Regions from separate parts of the Ovis aries genome. Here region 1 is linked to region 2. Evidence: chromatin contacts called from public Hi-C data. All regions are on one chromosome and are shown on one strand. Each heading gives the region's core, a stretch centred on a gene start, on an enhancer-like site or on the middle of the called end of the contact. The rest is flanking DNA. Distances are from core to core; before and after follow the strand shown. Region 1 holds the start of LAT (linker for activation of T cells). Region 2 overlaps SBK1 (SH3 domain binding kinase 1).

Region 1 (4,667 bases), core at 1,118-3,617, 81 kb after region 2:
GCACTTGGACAGATGGTTTGGGGCCCAAGAGAGAGGCCATGAGTTAGGGATGATGCGGATGGCAAATTAAGCCAGGGTGTGGACACGATGGCACAGAGCAAGCATAGAAGGAAAAGAGTAACGGACACTGAAGATCACAAGACACTGATAAAAGCCTCCAAGAGGCAGGATGAAACCAAAACGAAGAGCGAAAAGTAGCCCAAAGGAAACTGAAACAACACTGGAAGCAGAAGAAAACTTTCCAAAGAAACCCAAAAAAGACAGCTGATCATCACTATCCTTCGAGATCTGCAAGATGATATCACCTTCATAAGACAAGAGAGGAGGCTCTGAGAAAGGAATATTCAGAGATGAAGAAAGAGCTTTTGGACAAGAAAGACAAAAGCTCGGAGCCCAAAGAAGAATAGAGTCAAGGAAATCTTGCAGACAAAAAGGCAAACGATCAAGAGGGAAGAGGAGAGAAAAGAAAAGAAGATCGGAGCCGGAAGTCCCCTAGCTGAAGGACAGGAGGGCTAGAAAGAGAGAAGCGAGAAGATGGAGGGGCGCAAGGATCCAGGAGGAGAGGGAAGACCGAGGAGCCGCAGCACGGAGGGGCAGGGAGTGGTCAGACGGCCGACTCACTGGAGAAGGCGCTGTCTCGGAGGCCGGGTTTGCTGGGCGCAGGAGCCTGTGAGACGGCGTTGCCAGTGCTGGTGGCCGGGTCCCTGTCAGGAAGCACCACCCTGCGGGAGTCAAGGGTCAGGTGAGCGAGGAGCCCTGGCCTCGGCCCCCACCTCCCACCTGGCCACTCACAAGTAGCCCTCATTGTTATAGTCTTCGTCATAGTCATCTTCATCCGCATCCTCACAGGCTGCCTCTGGGGGTAACGACACAGGGTCAGCGGAGCCCAGGACGGGTCTCAGCCGCCTCCCAGCCGGGGCCACAGGGGTCCCAGTCACACCCTCGTTCTCGTAGCTGGCCACGCTGTTGGCTGCAGAGAGAACGCAAGAGGGAGACTGAGTCAGCTCGGAGGGGGCCTTTACCCAGTGGTCCCAGCCCTGTGGGTCCCGCTCCAGGCTTACCGCTATCTGAGTCCTGCCGGGACGACGCCATACGGTGGGAGCCTCCGAGGGGCTGCGGGGACCTTCTGGGCGTCAAAGGTCAGAGGTCATACTAGGGTGGGGCTCTAGGGGGAGAGGGCTTGCAACAGGGCAAGAGGCCCCCAATCCAAGGAGGTGAGGGGTTAAAGAGGGGATTTGGTACTTACGGGATGGGGAGCAGGTCTGGCTGGCTCGGGAGCGGGTAGGGAGTGGTCGATGGTCGTGGGACGAGTGTGGCTGAGGACACAGGACCAAGCTGAAGGAATGACTCCACACCTCACACCCCTACCCTGGACAAGGCCTCGAAAGGCAGACTGACCCCTGCCACCCCCAGGGCCCTGGAGAGTCCTGGGCGGGCAGACACGATCTCCCTCCCCACCCCCAGCTCAGGCCATGTGGGCGGCCACAGCGGGGAAATGAACAAAAGCACACGCTCTCCCAGGCCAGGGGACCCTCTCCCCGCACCCAAGGGAGGGGACACTCATGTACTCACGAGGCAGTTTGATCATGATGCTACTTGGGGTCAAACTGGCAGGAGAGACAGAGCTCAGGTCAGCAGCTGGGAGAGGCCCTGGACCCCACCCCAGGCCCCCAGGGGCCCAGCCCCACACGGGGCATTGAGGGAGTCGAACGGGGTCGACAAGGCAGACTCACCTATCGGAGACGGCAGTGTCGTATGAGCCTGGGGAAGAGAGGGCCCGTGAGGCAGGAAAAGAGGGTGACGAGGGCAGAGGGTGATGGAGTATGGGGCTCTCAGCGTCTCCGCGTGCAAGAAAGAGTTACAGACAGTTAAAGGGAAGGAAGAGGTCAGAGAATGGAGTGAGGATCCCTAGCAGTGTGTCTGGGCATCTGGTCAACCCACTGGCACCCACTCACCTGGCAGCTCCCGGCAACGGACACACAGAGCCATCAGCAACACGGCCAAGAGAGGCAGCAGCAGGGGCCCCAGCACGTAGACAGGCAGGCTGACCGCCTCCATCTGCTTGGACCAGGCCCAGCTGCTCGCTGCACACCCCTCCACACAGAGAAGCAGCGGGCAAGGGCCAGGCCGGGAAGGGTACCGGCGGCCGGCTGAGAGCCTGAAGGCAGGGGTTCCTCTGGATCCCCTCCCCTCGCTGGGCTGAGCGGGTGTCAGCGCTGGCTCTGGAAGACCCTGGACCCCAGGGTGGTCAGGCCAGGGTCTGGGCTGGAGTCTGGGGCACCAGCCACCCCTACACAGACCCTGTGCCCCAGCCCTACCTGCCCCTCGCTCCGCGCCCGCCTCTCCTCAGCGCCTGCCTGCCTGTGGCAGGAAGCTGTGGTGAGCGCCGGGTGAGGGCAGGAAATCATCGGGGCTCAGCCAGCTGCACCCGCCCCCTTCCCACCCCCACTCAGCCAGTGAGGAGGGGGAGGAGGCCACCTCAGGAGCCACCCTGGGCCCTCCAGAAGGGTCAGCTGGTCTCCCTGGCAAGGGGCAACTCATAGCGGGGGTGAGGAGGGAAAGATGCTTCCAGGCCAGTCAGTGGCCGCGGCCTCCACAGCTGTGGCTCACGGAGGCAGCAAAGAGAGGCTCCGACACCGGGAATTCTGAGGGGCCCCTGGGTGTGCCCACCCCCACCTCGCCCTGGCTGGCCTGCGGAGGGCGGGCTCTAGGGGAGACACGGGCATGACTCACGGTCACACAAAGCCAGCTCACTCCACCCCAATGCTCACCGGCCCAGAAGGACAGGGCTTTGCCCCAGGGCCCACGGGGGTCACCCGACAGCCGCTGGGACCCTGGGGGTAGAGAGGGGGCATCCCCCACCATCCAGAGATCAGAGGTCCCTAACCCAGAGAGACTCCAGCAGGCACTTGGGGTTCTGGCTACAAATTTTATTCAGTTACAAATAGCACCGAGCCCCCAGGGCTGCTCCAGGGGCAGGGGCTCCCCCGTCCCGAGCCCCCAGTGTCCCCACTTGGCTACCCATGTAGTGTGTGGGAGCTGGAACACGGCCCAAGGCCCCTCCCGGAAAACGGGCTAGCCGAGGAGTTGGGGCCTGGGCACCTCCTGGGGTGGGCCCAGGGCCAGCTGTGATAGGTCTGCAGATAGCAAGCGGTGATCCCTCAGATAAGCACACTGGACACAGGGACCCGGGTGGAGCGTCCTCGCTGGGGCACCACAATCCGGTCATCGGTGGGCCCGGTTTCAGGCAACAGACCTGCCAGGGAAGAGAATCAGAGCCAGGGCTGGATGGACAGACAGACACAGGCCCAGGAAGGGGACGAACAAGCAGTGGCAAATGGACAGGGCAGCATTGATGGGCACACAGCAGGGCATGAGCTCATGGGTCAGGCAGCCCTGAAGCCGAGGAAGGGGAGGGCTGAGGACTGAGAGAGGCCAGGTACACAGGGCTGGGCGGGCAGACAGACAGACAAGCAGGCAGCATCATGAAGCTAGACAGGGAACTGTGGACTGACAGAGGGGAGGCCCGACCGACCCTGCACGTGCAGCTGAGCCTGCCGGCGGTCGCTCTCGATGAAGATGGCGGTGCCCAGGAAGGCCGCGCCCCCGAGTGCCCCCACGAAGGCGCAGAGCATGAGTGAGAACTGCAGGGCCCGGAACTCGGACAAGAAGGAGGGGGGCCAGTCCCGGCGCAGGCGGTCAGAGATCTGCAGGGAGACAGGGAAAGAAAAGTCAAGAGAGGGATTTCCCTGGCGGTCCAGTAGCTAAGACTTGGCCTTCCAGCGCAGGGGGCGCGGGTTTGACCCCTGGTCGGGGAGCTAAGATCCCGCATGCCTCACAGCCAACAAACCAAAACATAAAACAGAAGCAATACTGTAACAAATTCAACAAAGACTTAGCAGAATTTTTCATCAAAAAAATCTTAAAAAAAAAAAAAAAAAAAGAAGGAAAAGAAAAGTCAGAAGAAGGCATGGAAAGGAAACCCCCAAACTCCAGAAGAACGAAGAAGACTTAAGCCAGGACCTCACCGGTGGAAATCTACCAAGACAAAATCCTGCCGGCCGAGCTGAGGCTTTGAGGTGAGGGGTGCGTGGCACAGGGACTCGGATGCCTCACTTGGACTGGACCCTCTAATTCGGCCGCTGGTGACTGGCTGGTGCCAGGAACGTAGGGTCCCCCTGAAGCCCAGCCCAGGCCTGGCCAAGAGGTCCTGCTCACCGAACCAATGAGATACGGGCTCCCAGCATCACCTAGCAGGTGGGACAGTACAATCTGGAAGGCTTCAGCAGTGGAGCGTCGTGTGGGGATCACCACATACTGGTGGGAGAGAGGAACAGGAGGCAGAGGGTAAGGAGAGGAGCAAGGCACACCCTAGGCTGACATCAGGGGAACCACAGCTCAGAGGTGTGGCTGGGATGAAGGGCAGGGCAGGCCCAAACTACAGGCCCACTTGGGGCTGGAAGTCAGTCTCAGGGCTAGGTTCTGAAAAAGGGATGACCACTACAATTCAAGACAAGTGAGGTTCCCTATGGGGCTTCCCAGGTGGTGCTAGTGGTAAAGAACCCGCCTTCCAGTGCAGGAGACATAAGAGACGTGAGTTCAATCCCTGAGTCAGGAAGATCCCCTGGAGGAGGGCCTGGCAACCCACTCCAGTATTCTTGCCTGGA
Region 2 (5,071 bases), core at 127-2,626:
GGGAAATGGGAGTGGGAGGTGCCCGTGTTTCTTGATAGAAATGGATGGAGACGTGTGGTAGAGGGGAGTCCTGAAGAGTCCAGGGCCCAAAGGAGGGGTTGGCCTCGGGAGAAGGGCCTCCCCACCCTCACTGAAGCTGCTGGAAGAAGTGAGAGTGAGGGGCTGGGTGGCTTTGTGCTTTGATAAAAGGAGCCAATGAAACTGCATCCGGTCCACCTGTATTCTCAGTGAAATGGGAACCGTGGTTTGAGAAGTGAGGAGAAGGTGGGAGGACCTTGCCGCTCAGAGGAGGGTGCAGAGGCCAACAGCACCAGCACCCCTGGGCGGCTGGTTAGACATGCAGCTCAGGCCTCACCAAGATTCCTAGGAGAGGTGCAAGCAAATTAAAATTTGAGAAGGCCTGGTCAGAGAGAGTGGGGAAGGGCCATGGCAGGCATACTGGGGTTGTGGGGGGCAGCGAGTGCCCCTTGAAGACCATGAAGGGAAACTCTCTACTTGGTGGGGGACCCTCGGACCAGTGCTGGCTTGTATGGTGCAGGCAGAAAGCAGGTGATGGTTGGGGTTTTGCCAGGCAGGTTCTCCAACAGGAGAGCTGGACACAGCGGGGTGGAGATGAAGGTGCCAGGGAGCAGCCATGGTGATGGTGTGCAGAGCCCAAGCAGGGCACGGTGGACCATCATGGCAGAAGGGGGCTGATGGGCAGTGAGAAAGGGATGGGGCCCGCGGACTGGTGGCCTCGATGGGGTCAAAAAACTGTTGCTTATAGGTACCAGATGAAGAGAATGGAAGGGAAACACAGAGGGAGGTGATCAAAACAGAATCCCAGAGCGGGTGGGGTGTGGGGTAATTATATGGTCTGGGATGTGAGCCTCAGAGGTGGAAGGGAGCAGAGAGGGTTAAAGGTGTCAGGAAAGGCCAGAGAACCAAAAGGCTGAGATCTCCACCCTCCACCTGAGGTTTAAACTCCTAAGGTCTAGTGATGGTGAGAAAAGAGGCTGATTCCTTTGCTCTGGGCGTGGCCGTGCATCAGGACTTCTGAAAGCTCCCGGCCAGACTAGAATGTGCAGCAGAGTTTGAGAACCACAGGTATAGACAAGGATACCCAGGTTCTGACAGAGAGAAAGAGACACAGGGGAGTAACCGGAAGGCTCCCTGGGGCTGGCATCGCTGATGGAGCCTGACCAGGGGGAAAGGGGAAGCCGGGTAGGGGCCGCTTGTGGCAGGTGAGAAGGTGGAGATGTTGCGGTCTTCCCGCTGGAAAACTGAATGTGTGTGCGCCCTCGTGCGTGCGTGCAGGCTTGTGAGACAGACAGAGACCCAGAGACAGCGAGTCCGGCGGCCGGCGAGCCCCTCTTCTGTCCCGCACTGCGGTGAGTTGGCCACTAGAGGGAGCGCCGCGCCCGCACATGCAGGGACGGCACCGCTCGTTCCGTCCGTCTGTCCGTGCTGCTTCGGTCTTTTTCTGACAGAGTTTATGTCCAAGCTCAGATTCTGCAGGTAGATACCCCTGGGTTTAACTCCAGATCCCGCTACTTTTAGGCTGCGTGACCTTAGCCAGTTACCCGACCGCTCTGTGACCCAGTTTCGTCCTCCGTACAGCTGTAACTCTGACCTGAGACAGTTCAGAGGATGAATGAGGTCAGGCGTGTGAAGCGCTGCGCCACACTGGGCGATGGCTAACCCGATCTGACAGTGCCAGAGGTTCTGCCACCGCCTCTGTCTCTCTCTGCTTCTCCTGCAGCCCCTCAGCCCAGCCCTGCCCAGCCTAGATCCAGGGGAAGAAACAGAGGTCAGCTTCTGGAATGTTCCAGAGCAGAGGCAGAGTTAAGGGCGGCCTGTAAGGCAGGAACAAGCCTGGGTGCCTCCCGTTCCTGTTAGTCTTGCTGGTTCTCTTTGTTTGGGAGCAGACTTCACCCTGTGGCTCATTCCTGGCCATGGTCTTCTCCTTCTGACCCCAGGCCTTCTCCTGCTCCTCCAGGCAGCCAGGGGACCAGCAGTTGCCTTTGCCTGGCAGCCATATCATCCTTGAGAAATGTCACCGTCTGGTGCCCCCACCAAGGGCTCAGAAGGGGTGCTCCATCCTAACTGCCCCAGTCCTTCCAGGATCCTGCCCAGACCAGCCAAGAGCTGGCCTACGAGGCCACACCTCGGGGAGAAGTGTCTTCGTGTATCTGTATTCCCAGGCTGGCCGAGGCCGCTGGTATGGAGGTCGCGATGTGTAGAAGACCCACAGAAGCAGCCCCCCTTGTCTTATCCTTGGTCCCTCAGAGGGGGTCTAGCCTTCCTGACTTTTTTTAATCAATGGTTTGCTAACATTTTACAAATCAGATCCAGGTTTCTAACTTCTCCTGGAAAATTAGAAGCTCTGAAATCCTGAGTTCACATTCCCATGTGACAGCAATGGCCCCAGGGGAGGGGAGGCCACCACTCAGATGGGCTAGGGCTCTCCCGCTCACCACTGTCCGCCACCCAGGTCATGCACCCCATTCACAGTCCCTCCCTGGGGACTCAGTGTCTCAGTCTGACTCCATGAAAGGAGAACTGTGCCCGAGAGGCTTCATGTACCTTGTCCATGTTGCAGCCACTGGCCCCAGGCAGGCAGAAATGCAGAGGGAGAGGGGTAGGGTCCCAGAATTGAGAGCAGACCTTCAGGGGCAAGGAATCCAGGGTCCAGAGAGCTGCTTGGTGTCCTCGGCTGTTGGTGGAATTTCACGGTCCAGAGGCTGAAGGCAAATAACACACATACACACACTCCACCCCACTGTCCAGTCAGCAGATCCTGTCACTTCTCATCACTTCTGTTCCTACTACCTGGTCCCTTGCTATCTTGTTTCACTTCGCTGGGTACTGGAGCCTGCTCACTTCCCTTCTTGCGCCGCCAGAGGGAGCCTGTTAAAACCTATAATCCACCTTCTCCCTCCTCTGCTCAAAACCCTCCAAGGACTGCCACTGCTCTCAGAGTCAAAGGCAAAGGCTTACTGTGGCCCTGGATGAACTGTCCCCATCACCTCTCATCTCCTCCCAGGCTCCATCAGCCTCGTTGTTCCTGAGCATCCCCAAGCATACACTCTGGCCTCAGGGCCTTTGCACTGGCTCTTCCCTCTGCCTGCCTGCCCTCATTTCAGCATGGCTCCCTTCCTCCCTCACCTCCTTCAAGTTTCTGCTCAAAAGGAACCTTCTCTGTGAAGACCTCCCGGCTTTATGTCTTCCCTCCATAAATCCTGTGAAGTCCTTTCTTCACATACCCTGTTTGTTGTCTTTTCCCCTCACTACAATGGATGAGGGCAGTGATTTTTCTGTTTTGTTCACTGCAAATGTTGCCTGGTACATAGGAGGCACTTGATAATATTTAGTAATTGAATGGATGAATGAACAAATATGTGAAACGAGGGCAGTAACAATCCCAGTAAGCAGAGTGGCTGTGAGAACTCAGTTAATATGTATCACTCAGGGCCCCAAACTTGGGCTCTAATGCTCTGTGGTTGGTATCTTAGAATTTTTTCTTTTCTTTTTCTGTCTGTGCCATGCAACTTGTGGGATCTTAGCTCCCCAAACAGGGATTGAACCCATGCCCTCAGGTTAGTACAGAGTCCTAACGCTGGACTGCCCGGGTATTCCCAGCAGCTTGCCATTCTTCATCATATCATCTTTCAAGTGTAAGTGAAGTCTGAGTAACGGTGGCACAAGCGAAACTTCCCTGGAGGTCCAGTGGTTAAGACTCTGTGCTTCCACTGCAGGAGGCACAGGTTCAGTCCCTGGTCAAAGAACTACGGTCCTGCATGCCACAGTCAAGGTTGATGTGCTTGGTCTAGCAGCGGCCTGGATACCAGGAAGGTTCCACGTTGGGTGTGCATCAGGGGGCCCCAGGCATCCGTGATGCCCAAGGCAGCATCATGTTCAATAGCAAATATAGAACACTGTGGCAGGCAGAGAGAGAGGTTTGGATAGGAAGGAAAAGCTTCTCTCCTGCTTTCTAGATAAGAAACCTCACATTCTGTAGCTGGCCCTTGTGTCAAGGACACACACCTCACAAACAGTATGTACTCCAGCCATGGGCACTGTTGCTGTTGTAACTCAACGGCCCACGATCAGAGGGAAATAGTGCCCAGCAAGAGAAAGCCCCCAGGCTCCCGGGCCAGCCGCTGCTGTAAGCAATGGGTGGAAGACAAGCCACGCCCCTTCCTCTCGGCCTCAGTTGCCACATCTGTGAGCTGGGAGAGCACCAGGCAGGTTTCCCTCTGAAACCTGGGGGACATGTGGGTGGCAGTCATGGTTCCCGGTCAGGGATTGTAGTGGCTGCTCTGCTAGGAGCCTGGTGGGGGCTCATTTTCAGCCTCCATCTCCGAAATGTTCAAAGGGGGGATAGAGCTTTAACCCCTGAGGGATGGGTAACAGGGCACCAGGTTGTCGATGGGGACTTTAGTAGCATGCATGGCCCGTACCTTCAGGAGGTGGCCGCAGACCCTGATGGTCAGTGCGGGCCCTGGCAGTGGCCTTAGCCCAGTGGAGGCTGCAGATCTGGTGGAAAGGGGAGGTGCCCAGCACTTTGCCTCCGACCCTGTGTCCTGCCTAGGCCCCCATCTCTCTGGAGCCGCTAGGATCGGAGCTATTCTGCCAGATCCACTTAATTAGCCAAGCTCATTAATTCCCACAGGCTTCTCCTCCCCACCTAATTAACTGACTTAATTAGGGCTTGCAGGCCTGGCTCCACCCAGCCTCCCCTCCCTGCTGCAACCCTGCCCACCTCCTCCAGGGCCCTGGCACAGCCCATCCTCTCATCCACTCAGGACCAGGAACCGGTGGGGGCGGGGCTGGGCCCCCCAGCTCTCAGGCCTCCACCCAGTGTCCCTCCTTCTGGTAGGACCAGCCCAGTGCCTCTCCCCTGGCTGCAGCCCAGGACCAAAGGATTGGAAATCGAGAGTGAGAGGTGGGTGGGAAGAGGGATGCAGGTGAGATCAGTGGAATCAGGTGAGAGGAGGCCAGGATGGTGGGGGCTGGAGGGGCTGGGCAGCCAGGTGGTTAGGGGCCTGGACTCCAGAGCTGGCCTGGATTCGAGCCCCAGCTAATGGGT

What was found. A called contact is a pair of places that touch in the nucleus more often than the background predicts.
Region 1: a contact with region 2 is called in a Hi-C map of liver, with 2.0 times the contacts expected there. The contact joins the promoter of LAT here to the enhancer-like site in region 2. A contact is called at or near these places in 2 of 16 Hi-C or Micro-C datasets (hypothalamus and liver).

Annotation. Positions count from the first base shown.
Region 1 is chr24:26,377,945-26,382,611 of ARS-UI_Ramb_v3.0, forward strand. LAT (linker for activation of T cells) reads right to left here and starts at 2,368. Exons shown (of 11, transcript XM_042239999.2): 1 at 2,319-2,368; 2 at 1,734-1,761; 3 at 1,573-1,607; 4 at 1,247-1,316; 5 at 1,062-1,126; 6 at 793-970; 7 at 622-722. The coding sequence starts at 1,588. It overlaps SPNS1 (SPNS lysolipid transporter 1, lysophospholipid), which reads right to left. Exons shown (of 12, transcript XM_042239995.2): 10 at 4,219-4,317; 11 at 3,536-3,707; 12 at 2,916-3,256. The coding sequence ends at 3,162.
Region 2 is chr24:26,297,910-26,302,980 of ARS-UI_Ramb_v3.0, forward strand. The region is part of intron 1 of SBK1 (SH3 domain binding kinase 1); the gene reads left to right. Among named protein-coding and RNA genes, the nearest start is that of SBK1, 14 kb to the left of the region's middle. Within about 2 kb of position 1,377, at least 8 of the 54 cell types and tissues checked have an H3K27ac peak or open chromatin away from gene starts, as enhancers often do. A contact at or near this core is called in hypothalamus and liver, where this site is marked.